2 separate regions of the Zea mays genome follow, and region 2 is linked to region 1. A link is a contact called in public Hi-C data. All regions are on one chromosome and are shown on one strand. Each heading gives the region's core, a stretch centred on a gene start, on an enhancer-like site or on the middle of the called end of the contact. The rest is flanking DNA. Distances are from core to core; before and after follow the strand shown. Region 1 holds the start of LOC103649923 (DNA excision repair protein CSB). Region 2 holds the start of LOC103649927 (chaperone protein dnaJ 20, chloroplastic).

Region 1 (5,738 bases), core at 2,084-4,583:
ATGAGGTTGTCGTCGTCCGTCCCTCCCAGCTGGCATGCCAATCGGTAATCCGCAAGCCACAACTCCGGCCTTGTCTCCCCTGAGTACTTGGTGATGGTGGTCGGGGCTCGGAATCGGGCCGGGAACGGCGCCCGTCGTATGGCCCGGCTGAAGACTCGCGGACCTGGCGGTTCAGGCGAGGGGCTCCGATCCTCCTCACTGTCGTAGCGGCCTCCGTGCCTGGGGTGGTAGCCTCGGTGCACCCTTTCCTCGAGGCGGGCTCAACGGTCGCGGCGGCACTGCTCGCTGCCGAGGCGGTCTGGGGTTACAGGCGTCCCGTCCCGTCCCGTGTGCGCTCGGTGCGGACCGAGGCCTCCCGTATGCGTCGGGAGGGCATTGCGCGATGCTCCGAGGGGCACCCTTGCCTTCGGGAGGCAGAGCTCTCGGCTCATCGGACTGCGGCATCTTCCAGGAGATTCTTGAGTTCGCCCTGGATACGCCGCCCCTCGGTGGTGGATGGCTCCGACATTGTTCGGAGTAGCATCGCTGCTGCAGCTAGGTTCTGGCCGGCCCCGCTGAAGGCCGGGGGCAGCCCTGCCCTGGCATCGTCAACGATACGGCGCTGGACGTCCCGGGCCTGATGACGCGCTCCTTCGGCAAGTGCTCGTCCTACCCACTCCTGCTCGATGTTTTGTCGGAGCTGCACAAGTCGCCCCGCTTCTTCGTCGAGCTTGGCCTGCATCTCACGGAGTTGCTCGAGCTGTGTGTCCTGACCCCCCCCCGCAGGGACTAGGACCACAGCTAGCTCCCGCGGGATCTCAACGCGAGACGCAGGCACATGGGGTTGTGATCTTCCAGCATGCCGAGGTGGTTGTCTTCGTCGTGATCCCCCCTAATCGATGTGGAAACACTCGCGACTTAGGTCGTAACCCTCGTCGTCAAAGCTATGGTCATCGTTAGAGCAGCCGGAGAGGCAGTAGTCACATGCAGACATGAAGTCTCGCATGGCACTAGGATCACGAAGTCCGGAGAAATCCCAACCGAAGTCGGGGTCGTCGTCTTCCTCGGAACCCATGGGTCCGGAGGTTGAGACGGCCGTCAGTCGGTCCCAAGATGACCACATATGGTACCCTGGAAGGTCAGGATATGCCCTTGCGCGAAAGCTCTCACCGAAGCAGGGTCGCCTGGTGGATCGAAGCTGAATCTAAAAGGGACAGGGTGGAAAACGGATGGTACCTCTTGGTTGATGGACGGTGGTGAAGTCGCGTCAGGGACGGAATGCACCGTCATCTCAGGTACGAGGCTAACGCCCAGCAAGTCCTTCGTGAGGGTGCTGGCGGCATCAGTCCGCTTGGGGTTGGCGTGTTGCGGGGAAGCGACACCTGTCGTTGTCTCAGGTGCGAGGACAACACCTGACATGTCCCCCGCAGGGGTGCCGGCGTTGTCGACTCGCTCTGGTCCGACAGCCGACGAGGTGCCGCCTCCTGCCTGGCCACGGTTGCCCCGTCTTCTCCTCCTCCGGCGAGGAGGGTGGCGGGGGCAAACTCGGGTGTTCCTCTTATGCCATGGGGGGAAGTCGTCGTTGAGTTCGCCGCCGCCGAGCGAGCCGACGACCGTCGTTGCTGTCACGCTGCGAGGGGAGGAGTACCATGTCGTAGCTGCCGTCGCGGGACATGAACTCGAGACTCCCGAAGCAGAGCACCGTCCCCGGCTGAAGAGGCTACTGAAGGCTACCCATCTGGAACTCAACGGGAAAGTATTTGTTAACACGCAGCGAGCCCCTACCCGGCGCGCCAACTGTCGGCGTTTCGGACCCGCGAGGACCGTCAACCGACCAGTGAATTTGTTGCTGCGTGCCCCTGCCCAGATGTGTTGATGCAAGATGGAACACAAGCGGGGGAATGAGGCTTATATTATCTTGCACCGGGGTGCTCGTAGTAGGGTTACAAGCGTCGCGAGAGAGCGAGGACGAGAGCGAGAGAGAGAGAGAGTCCCTGCGTGCGTCCGTCTCTGCCTGTCTCGTCTGCCCCGCGTCTCTGCGTTCCCCTTATTCTCAACGTCTCAACGTCTCAACGTGCCTTAGGAAGGCCCTGGACATCCCCTTTTATAGATACACGGAGATGCCCAGCTGTACAATGGGGTGTAGCTATGTGCTAACGTGGCTGGCGGAGAAGCGCCTTGAGCCCTGTACGTGTGCTAACGTGGCTGTCGGAGAAGTGCCTTGAGCCCTGTAGAAGCATAGCTCGCGGTGCGGCATGGATCCTGCTGACGTTTCCTTGCTTCCGTAGGGGGTTGAGAGCAACTGACGTCATGGGCACACGCGGGGAACCATCATTACCTGTTACCGGAGTAACCTTAGATGGGACACCGGTCTTGTTCCTTCGTAGCCTGAGGCAGCTAGCTAGGGGTAGGGTAATGATGTATCCCCTGTAGCGTAGTCGGTCCGAGGCCTAGGTCGGGCGAGGCGGAGACTTCTCCTGAGGCCGAGGCCTGGGGTCGGGCGAGGCGGAGCTCCCTGTTGCGCCCGAGGCTGAACTCGGGGGAGGTCGTGACTCAGCTTTACCCTGGTGGTTGGCACAGCAGTCGGAACGGGGTGAATAGCGTTGTTTTCCTGTCACATCGGTCAGTGAAAGGGTGAAGTGACTGCAGTCACTTCGACCTTGCCGACCGAGGCGCGCGTGTCAGGATAAGGTGTCAGACGATCCCCGCATTAAATGCGCATGCGATACGGTCGGTTGATAGCGCGATCCGGTCGAGGTCGCTGTACGACAAAGTTTGCCCAAGCTGGGCTTCGGGCGAGCCGAGGGTGCGCCTACTGCCTGAGGAGGCCCTCGGGCGAGGCGTGAATCCGGCCGAGACTACTGTCCGAGGCCGAGGCTGGGCTCGGATGAGGTCGCGTCCCTTGGTAGTCGAGGTCCTGACTTGAATCGTGCTTATCAGTCGTGTATGGTTTGCTCTAAAGATGTTTTCGAGCCGCGTTTAGAAGCATTGGGGGTACCCCTAATTACGGTACCCGACAACGTTTTTACTAGTAATTAAACTTGCCGCATATTCCCTCCTATGTCCTATTATTTGTCATTTTGGACAAAATTCAAATCAAACTTATAAAATTTTAACTACAAATAACTACTTGTTATTTAATTTTAAACCCTAATATTTATATGCACTTATTTGTCTTACAAATAACTACCTACATTCTCGAATATTTATCGCTTTTATTTTTGAACTAAACCATGAAAAAAAAAGAACAGATGAAATACTTATAAAAGTATAAAAATATTAAACGAGTTATTTATATTTTATAAATTTGAGATCGTGTTATTAATTTAAACGGACACCGGATCAAGCACGTGGTGAGAGGTGTGTCACACACCCAAACCCAACACAAAGGCGGCGCGGCGTCTGTACACGACCGATACAAGTACAACGACGAATCCCCCGCCCCCGCTACTGTTGGGGTCTGTTCATCGGAGAGGGCTGAGACGGGGAAGAAGCCCCGTACCCTATCGCGCTCGCCCCGGGGAGGAGGGGGAGGGACGGGCGGACTGGAGGGAGGCATCTGGAATTCTTAGCCTCCTCCGCCGCGGCCTCTACTAAGCAGCACGCGAGGACGCCGGTACTCCGCCGTCTCTGTTGAATTGCTGTTACCCCGCCGTGGCGTCCCTCCCCCATCCGCCGGCCGACACGGATTGGATTGGATTGGGTTACTGGTGGTGAGTAATCCATCCCACCCATCCGTCGGCCCTCGCTTGGTTGGCGCATATCATCTGACAAATTCGACTGGATTCCTACTCTGCCCCCTCGCTATTCAGATCCCCAAAGCCTGGGTGCTGGGGCTACAAGGCCGCTACTTTGCCCCTTGCTACGCGCTCGCCCGCGAGAGCCTTGTGCCTCTCGTCTCCGGCAGACGCCATGGACGAAGAGGACGACGACCAGCGCCTGCTGCACAGCCTCGGCGTCACGTCCGCCAACATCGAGGACATCGAGAAGAAAATCCTCTCGCAGGCAAAGTCCTCTCGCAGCTTTGAGTAATCCCCGCACCACCAAGTTGCTCAAGTTGCCCTCCTGTATGTGGTGTGCAGGTCCAAACTGAACCGAAGCGCGATGACGAGCCAGGAGCAGCCGTCGATGACCCCAGCGGGAGTAGTGTTGCGCCTGAGTTTGATGCGCAGGCCAATCTGCACCAGAAGCTGCGTTCCGTGCAACTCGAGATCGATGCCGTAGCTTCCACCATTAAAAGAGCTAAGAACGCCAGCGTTGATGGACAAGATAAAAAGAAGCAGAAACAAGCCAATCACACTTCTCAGGATGAACCTCATGGAGGAGCGCTCCAGCAGGCTCTTGCCACTGAGCGCCTTAAAAGCCTCAAGAAAGCTAAAGCTCAGATTCAGAAAGAGATATTGCAGTCGGACCCCTACCCATCTGGCTCGGACAACAGGAAAGATAAAATGCTAGCCATGCTGGTTGAAGAGGAGCCAAGGCGTAAGAAGAAGTCGCTAATGCCGGCTCGAGGGCCTAAGAAAACGTCAGCTCCTAGACTGAAAACCATGAGTTATGATGACGACGATGACTTCGATGCAGTGCTTGATGGGGCTTCTGCAGGATTTATGGAAACAGTGAGCTATCCTTGGGGTTTCTTACTTCTTTTTTTGGTCTTATTTGCCATGTTTCACTGCCTTTTAATTCTGATGTTATGTTATGTTTGCTGTAGGAAAGGGAAGAACTAATCAGGAAGGGCTTGCTGACACCATTTCACAAATTGAAGGGCTTTGAGAAGCGTGTTGAATTACCTGGACCTTCTCATAGGCAAAATGATCCCTCCGAACAAGCTGAAGAAGCAATTGAAGCTTCCAGGATTGCTAGAGTCGCTCAGTCAATGCAGCAAATTGCACAAAGTCGCCCTACAACAAAATTGCTTGATCCAGAATCTTTACCTAGGCTGGACGCACCTACTGCTCCATTTCAAAGGCTTGGAAGACCCCTAAAACGCCCTGTACCTCCTAGTTCAGAAGGACGGGAAAGGAAGAGACAAAGGAATAAGACCAAGAGGCCTTTGCCTGACAAGAAATGGAGAAAAGCCAATTCAAGGAAGGAATCACTATTGGAAACTGATGGTATGCCAAATTTGGTTTACAGTTTCTTAGACTGTAGGTTCTGCTATTATTCTATTTCTGTAATCTGTATGCATATACCAAATGATGTAATCTTTCTTGTTGTTTTCTTATTATATAAGTCCCCTGGGCAACTCATTGCTCCATGCCCTGGCAACCTCTTCCTATTATTTATTGGTAACCCAAAACCACCACCAGGAAGGGAAAAAAACTTTTGAAAATAAATCATCAATGATTATCTCGCCATACCTTTCTTGTTGTTCCCTATGACTCAACAGAATAGAACACATCTCCTAATGAAATATTTGTGTATTCACAGGTGAGGATGTTGGGGACTTTGCGACATCAGTTTCTGAGGATGATGATCAAGCAGCAGAAGGTGGATTATCTCCTGTTATTCTTGAAGGTGGTTTGAGAATTCCTGGCACAATTTATGAACAGCTATTTGATTACCAAAAAGTGGGAGTGCAGTGGCTGTGGGAGTTACACTGTCAAAGAGCCGGTGGAATTATTGGAGACGAAATGGGCCTGGGAAAAACTGTGCAAGTTCTATCATTTCTTGGTTCTTTGCATAACAGCGGCATGTACAAGCCCAGCATCGTTGTTTGTCCTGTAACACTTCTTCAACAGTGGCAAAGGGAGGCCAGT
Region 2 (5,738 bases), core at 2,363-4,862, 540 kb before region 1:
ACCTCTGCCGCTCTTTCTAGACATTTATGCAGTTCTTCACTTGTTCTCCTTGGGGATGGCAGAGATGTCGGTGAGAGAATGCATGCGTGTAGGACAACGGAGAAGTCGAACATCCCGTGGAGGGAGATGACGAAGTAAAGTAAACTGGAGTGACATATTGCTAACGCCTCATTTCTCTTGATCAGACTATCTCAACCCGTTTCATGCCTATGACAAAGGGAATCTATCATGGCTGGTAATTCACTTTTTATTTGTTGTTGTCAGCTTCTCATTGTTTTCTTATGTACTCTGATAATCTGCAGCTCAACTTTTCGTAACAATCCTAGGTTACCGTTCTTTCTCTAAAATCTTGAGAATGTGACGCCGTTGAAAAAAACAGCTGAAGGATATCATATTTTGTGCACGCTCATACTGACAATTTGATGTTGAATGAGCTAGGCTGCAGCAGAGGCCAAGCCTGCAACAATGTCGATCGCAAAGAGGGCCATACCTGAGGCTACATCAATCGAAGAGGCCAACCAAATCGTCCGCGGCAACTGGCTGAATGTAATTGAGGAGCATCATCTGAAGTACTTGGGGAGCTCTCAGGTAAATGACATCCTGGACATTGGCTGCTCTGTTGGAGTAAGCACCAGATACCTCGTCGAGAAGTTCCCATCAGCTCAAGCTGTTGTAAGCCCCAAAATCTCCTTCTGTGCATGGATCATTCACAAGCAACCAATGTTCACCAAAAGAGTAAACTGTAGTAGTGTTTCTGAATGATGCAGGGGCTCGACCTATCACCGTACTTTCTTGCTGTGGAGGCACAAAAGGAAGAAAAACTGTCACGGCCAAAGCCTATTCGCTGGGTTCATGCCAATGGTGAAGCGACCGGGCTGTCTTCAGATTCATTTGACCTTGTCTCCCTTGCTTATGTGGTAAATTTCTACCAGATTCAAAATATTCTTCTTTATTACATGGATTTAAAATCTGTAGTAGCGGTTACCACAAATTTATGGCTATATTCGAGATTCTATGGAGTACCATAATTCTAAAAAAAACCTGCAGTGCCATGAGTGCCCAGCACGAGCGATAACCCGATTGGTGAAGGAAGCATTCAGGGTCCTTCGCCCAGGAGGAACAATCGCCTTAACAGACAATTCGGTAGGAGTTTCTTTTGTCTCGCTTTTCATAGAGTACAAGTGTGCAAACTTGTTCAAGAATCGACTGTAACGTACAAAACTCCATTTTTCATTATAAAATCCTTTGCAGCCGAAGTAAAGTACTTGAGGTAAGCTTCAGTAGCCATCAGCAGCACCATGTTTCAACGACACACCTTAGATGGTGACATTTATTTCCATGTATTTCAGGAACTATCCCCAGTTTTGTTCACTCTGATGAAGAGTACCGAGCCTTTTCCTGGACGAGTACTACATGCTGGATTTGGAGGAGACGATGAGAAAAGTGGGGCTTTGTTAACGTTTGCTCCGTCCTGACAGACCCCAGGTACAGAACAATCACTGCAACTGTGCCTTACTAATTGGGTCAGACCATCAAATCCCAAGCCCGGCCGGTGTACAACAATTGATTATTTGAAATTTTGTATCCTTACTAGGATGGTTGCACTTGTATAAAGTAGAGCAATCTGAGTGAAACAACAAATCAAAGTACACCAATTTACCTTCCACGCATGGACATTATGAAGTCCAACACTAGGACTGTTATGATCAGATGATTCAGGGAACCAATCTAAAAAAATTCATGTGATACTGTAGCCAGGAATCACTTTCATGAACCTTAATTAACTCTAAAATATTTATCAGCTGGTACCCAACCAATCAGCATTGTTGTATAAATCGAAAATAAAACATACGAGACTTATCTCAAATTGCACAAGAGCTGGTGCTGCCAAGCGTATATGTGATTTTGGGTTAATAATTCTCAGAAGGCTGGAACAGAGGTCTTAAGTAAATATTGTGCAATGGAATTTAGCTGATCGAATCAATCGTGTCATCGTGGTTACCCATGAGGCCATGACATAACAATTCTGATAGTAATATGTTTTTCTTCAACTCAACTATGAGTTAGCTACTTCGATGTCACCTTTAGTTTGTTGTTGGAGCATCTCCAACAACCTTCAAAACTGGTTTATCAAAGCATGCCCTTAGAATAGGTTGACTTAATGGTTCATGAAGTATTGTATTTGGTGAATAGCTGATTGATAGATATCTTATTAATGCATTGTTTTTAACACGTGCAGTTTTGTGGCTTAGTTTTTCAACGAATCTCTTCTCTATGATCAGCATGTTGTATTTGAAGAGCAATTTGGCAGTGGGAGATTGTTGGCCTACATTTCTGCTCGTCCTGGGCAGTGTGGCCGAGCTGATGGGTAAGGACTACTGGACCATTTCACCTCGCTTCAGTAGCTTAAATTTCCTGGCAGTTGCTGGGCATTTCTTTTTATTGTCCAGCTACATCCTCGAGGCTAACTACAGTGGCATTTCCTTTTATTGGCCAGCTACATCCTTGAGGGTAAAGAGCTCGAGTTCTACATGAAGAAGCTCCAGAGGTAAATGTGGACGAGACAACTAACTCTTCCTTATTCTTTTTTTATTAATTATTAATTGATGCATGTTTGTATCTGGTATCACCCGCAGAAAGTAGAGTTAATTATTGGCATTAAATCTTTGATCAAAGCTTGAAAAGGTAAATGTGGACGAGACAACTAACTCTCATGCACATGAAGGAGCTGATGAGTGCCTAATGTTTCTCGGGGTAACTGTTTCATGTTTTTTCAATTCTATGTCTGGACGCCGAGGACCGGGGACGCCGAGGACCGGGGAGACGACGAGGTTTCGGGGCTGCGTGTGGCGGCCGAGGCGTGGGCGACATTTCGGAGGCAGTGAGGCTTGTGTGAGGGGGCGAGAAGGAGGGAGGCAGAATTACGGTGCACAGATGGTCTACGTTAGAGTCTTGTAGAGTAGTAGAGATTATCGTAATATTATATATTCTCGTTAAAACAGTTGTACATAAGTTATTGTAGTATTATATATTTCCGTTGCAACGCACGGGCACTCACCTAGTTTTACATGAATATGAATACTACGCTTACACCATGTGAAACAATAATTTTCACGCGACAAGATTTGATCAGAAAATATCGTCGTATCTTTTACATGGTCTACGCTGCTGTTGTGGTACCACGTCTGTTTCGTACAAAATTGAACTTACTATATAGGCCCTATGTTCAAAAATAGTACTTATTTTGTCTTAAAATAGTATTTGTTTTATAGTGTTAATAGATACTTTCTCTGTTTTTTTATTTGTCGCTGATTAGTTTGTGTTAGGATTTTAATAGATTTATATAATATTATATAAACACTAGGTGTCTATATTCAATTTCATCCGTTTGAATATGAACAAAAACAAAAGCCTAAACCAAATAGCATATTAGGATAGAGAGTACCCGTTTTAACTCTTAATTTTTATGTTCATATTTAAATAAATGATAATAAATCTAAACACATTCTTTTTTAATAATGGATAACTATATCGGGGATGGAGCCAAAATCTAGACACGTGTATATGAATCCATTATTTTTTAAAGCAAAATTAATTTAGAACAGTATTATATATATAATATTTATTGGCGGTTGGCGCTTAAGATCTGCGGAAAGCAAACCGCACTGAGAAACCAAACCAGCAAGCGAAGCCCAGCAAGAAAACCACATGCCCCACCTCGCCGCCACTCCCCCCACTTCCTCCGCCGCCGCCGTCCCCGCCGCGGGCCGCATCGCGTTCCGGCGCCCGTGGAACACGCCACAGCCGGAAGCGCTGCGCCTGCGCCTCCGCCTGCGCGCGCGGGGCGTCCGGCGTGAGGACGGCGGCGGCGTGCGCACGGAGGAGCAGGAGCAGACAGCACCGCGGACGTTCTACGACCTGCTCGGGATCTCAGCGGATGGGAGCCCCGATGATGTTCGGGCGTCCTACAGGCGGCTGGCGCTAAAGTACCACCCAGACGTGTCCCCTCCGGGCGCCGCGGCCGAGAACACGCGCCGCTTCATCGAGGTGCAGGAGGCCTACGAGACGCTCTCCGACCCAAGCCGCCGCGCCAGCTACGACCGTGCACTCGCCCGCGGCGTCTGCCGCCTCGCCTTCTCCGGGCGCCGTTCCCAATCCCACCACGCCTACTACCATTACCAGGTTTGGATCACTGCTCTCCTCACTTGTTACTTGGGTACTTGGTGCTTTTCATGGCGTTGGCGCTTGGTTGCATTGCGTTGTGTTTGGTTCCAATCCGATTGGTAGAGGTGCAATCTTCTAGTCAGGATTACGATTGGTTGTTGGGTTCATGCTGTGATCTTTAACTTCTATTGTTTATAGATTGTCAATGGAAAAACATGTGCTAAATTCTTCCTAATTATACGTGAAGCGAATTTGCTGAACTTAGTGTCCCAGTCTGGAATTTGTTGGTATTCTAATGGAGGCAAGAGGGCGTTTGCAGACTTCAGATCATTGATCTGTAACTGAGGGGATCCATCAGTTCTTCTGGGCTGTACGATCTGGCTCCTTTAAGTACTTAATCTGTCATTTGAAGAAATCTAGTTGTTTCAGCTACAGTCCTTGATAGGAGTTCAAACATATGCATCATGAGTGAACTGCAACCTTTACAAAACAGTTGTTAACGACCAACTACGACGGCTACGGAGGAGATGAGAGAACAGCTCGGGAAGGAAGAAGATAGGAGGGTTTCTGTATTTCTTATTTCTTGACGTTCACAGAGATAACCATAGTCTAAATATCTCCCTTGCTCTCTCCTTACACGGACCATATGTCCGACGGGTATCGCCCACTGGGCTTGGACACACGACGGCCCAGAACAATGTCCTTGCAGCTCCTTCTGTCCTCCATCCTTGCCCGCGCCCTTCTGGTGTTCTCCCATGTAGTCTTCTTTGTTGGTGACAACAGTGGATCTGGATGCCCACCCCCCCCCCCCCCCCCCCCCCCCCCCCCAAGCAACTCCAAGAGACTTTACACATCTTTCTAGGGATTGGAGATTTTGATGAATAATGTCCTCCGACAGCTTGTTTATCTGGTTATCCAAATATAGCCATCTTTTATTTTGGATTTCTCACTAGTCAAAGATAGAACAAGAATGACTCTAGAGTGCACATGATATATAGAAAAACTGTTGGAGAGTGGAAAGATATAGAAAATGATTTATATGCAAATGACACTCCAAATGATGATTTAGAGAGTTGGTTTTAGAATGACTCTTTGAGATGCTCTAATTAATGTGTTCGCCGAAGCATGGCTTTCGAAAAAATACAGGGATAAGGCTTGCCTCGCTTATTCCGTCTCCCGACTCCATTCTTGTGGGAGCCATCAGCATAGGTCTCTCGTTTTTTTTTGTTGTTTTGGATTTTTACGAAGATCTCTTATGGTTTGTGACTCAGCTGTGGATATTGGGTGTTCAAAGCTGCCTTTTAACTTTACAGTGCTTTGAAGATTGATGAACTTACTAATACATACAAAAAAATTTAGATTCGAGCCAGGAGCGGCTGAAATTTACCGTTTCGTTTCGTGACATACGATAAATCAATGGATATAAGTTTCGCGTTGATGTGATGTACTTGCGAATAGGGAACGGCTAGGAATTTTCTGTGGTCGAAGAGCTTCACAAAAATAGGTCACGGATAACGAGTGAAATAGCAACTTGCAGAAGAGCGTGGGGGAGTCGTTTTCATGCATGTCATGCG

The links. Hi-C and Micro-C count contacts between places; a contact is called where the count stands out from the background.
Region 2: a contact with region 1 is called in a Hi-C map of leaf, with 7 times the contacts expected there. The contact joins the promoter of LOC103649927 here to the promoter of LOC103649923 in region 1. A contact is called at or near these places in 4 of 25 Hi-C or Micro-C datasets (bundle sheath, endosperm, leaf and 1 more).

The regions. Positions count from the first base shown.
Region 1 is chr3:32,347,106-32,352,843 of Zm-B73-REFERENCE-NAM-5.0, reverse strand. LOC103649923 (DNA excision repair protein CSB) reads left to right here and starts at 3,333. Exons shown (of 7, transcript XM_008675604.3): 1 at 3,333-3,692; 2 at 3,792-3,984; 3 at 4,062-4,595; 4 at 4,691-5,093; 5 at 5,410-5,738. The coding sequence starts at 3,892.
Region 2 is chr3:32,891,453-32,897,190 of Zm-B73-REFERENCE-NAM-5.0, reverse strand. LOC103649927 (chaperone protein dnaJ 20, chloroplastic) reads left to right here and starts at 3,612. Exons shown (of 2, transcript XM_008675612.2): 1 at 3,612-4,182. The coding sequence starts at 3,709. It also overlaps the pseudogene LOC103649928.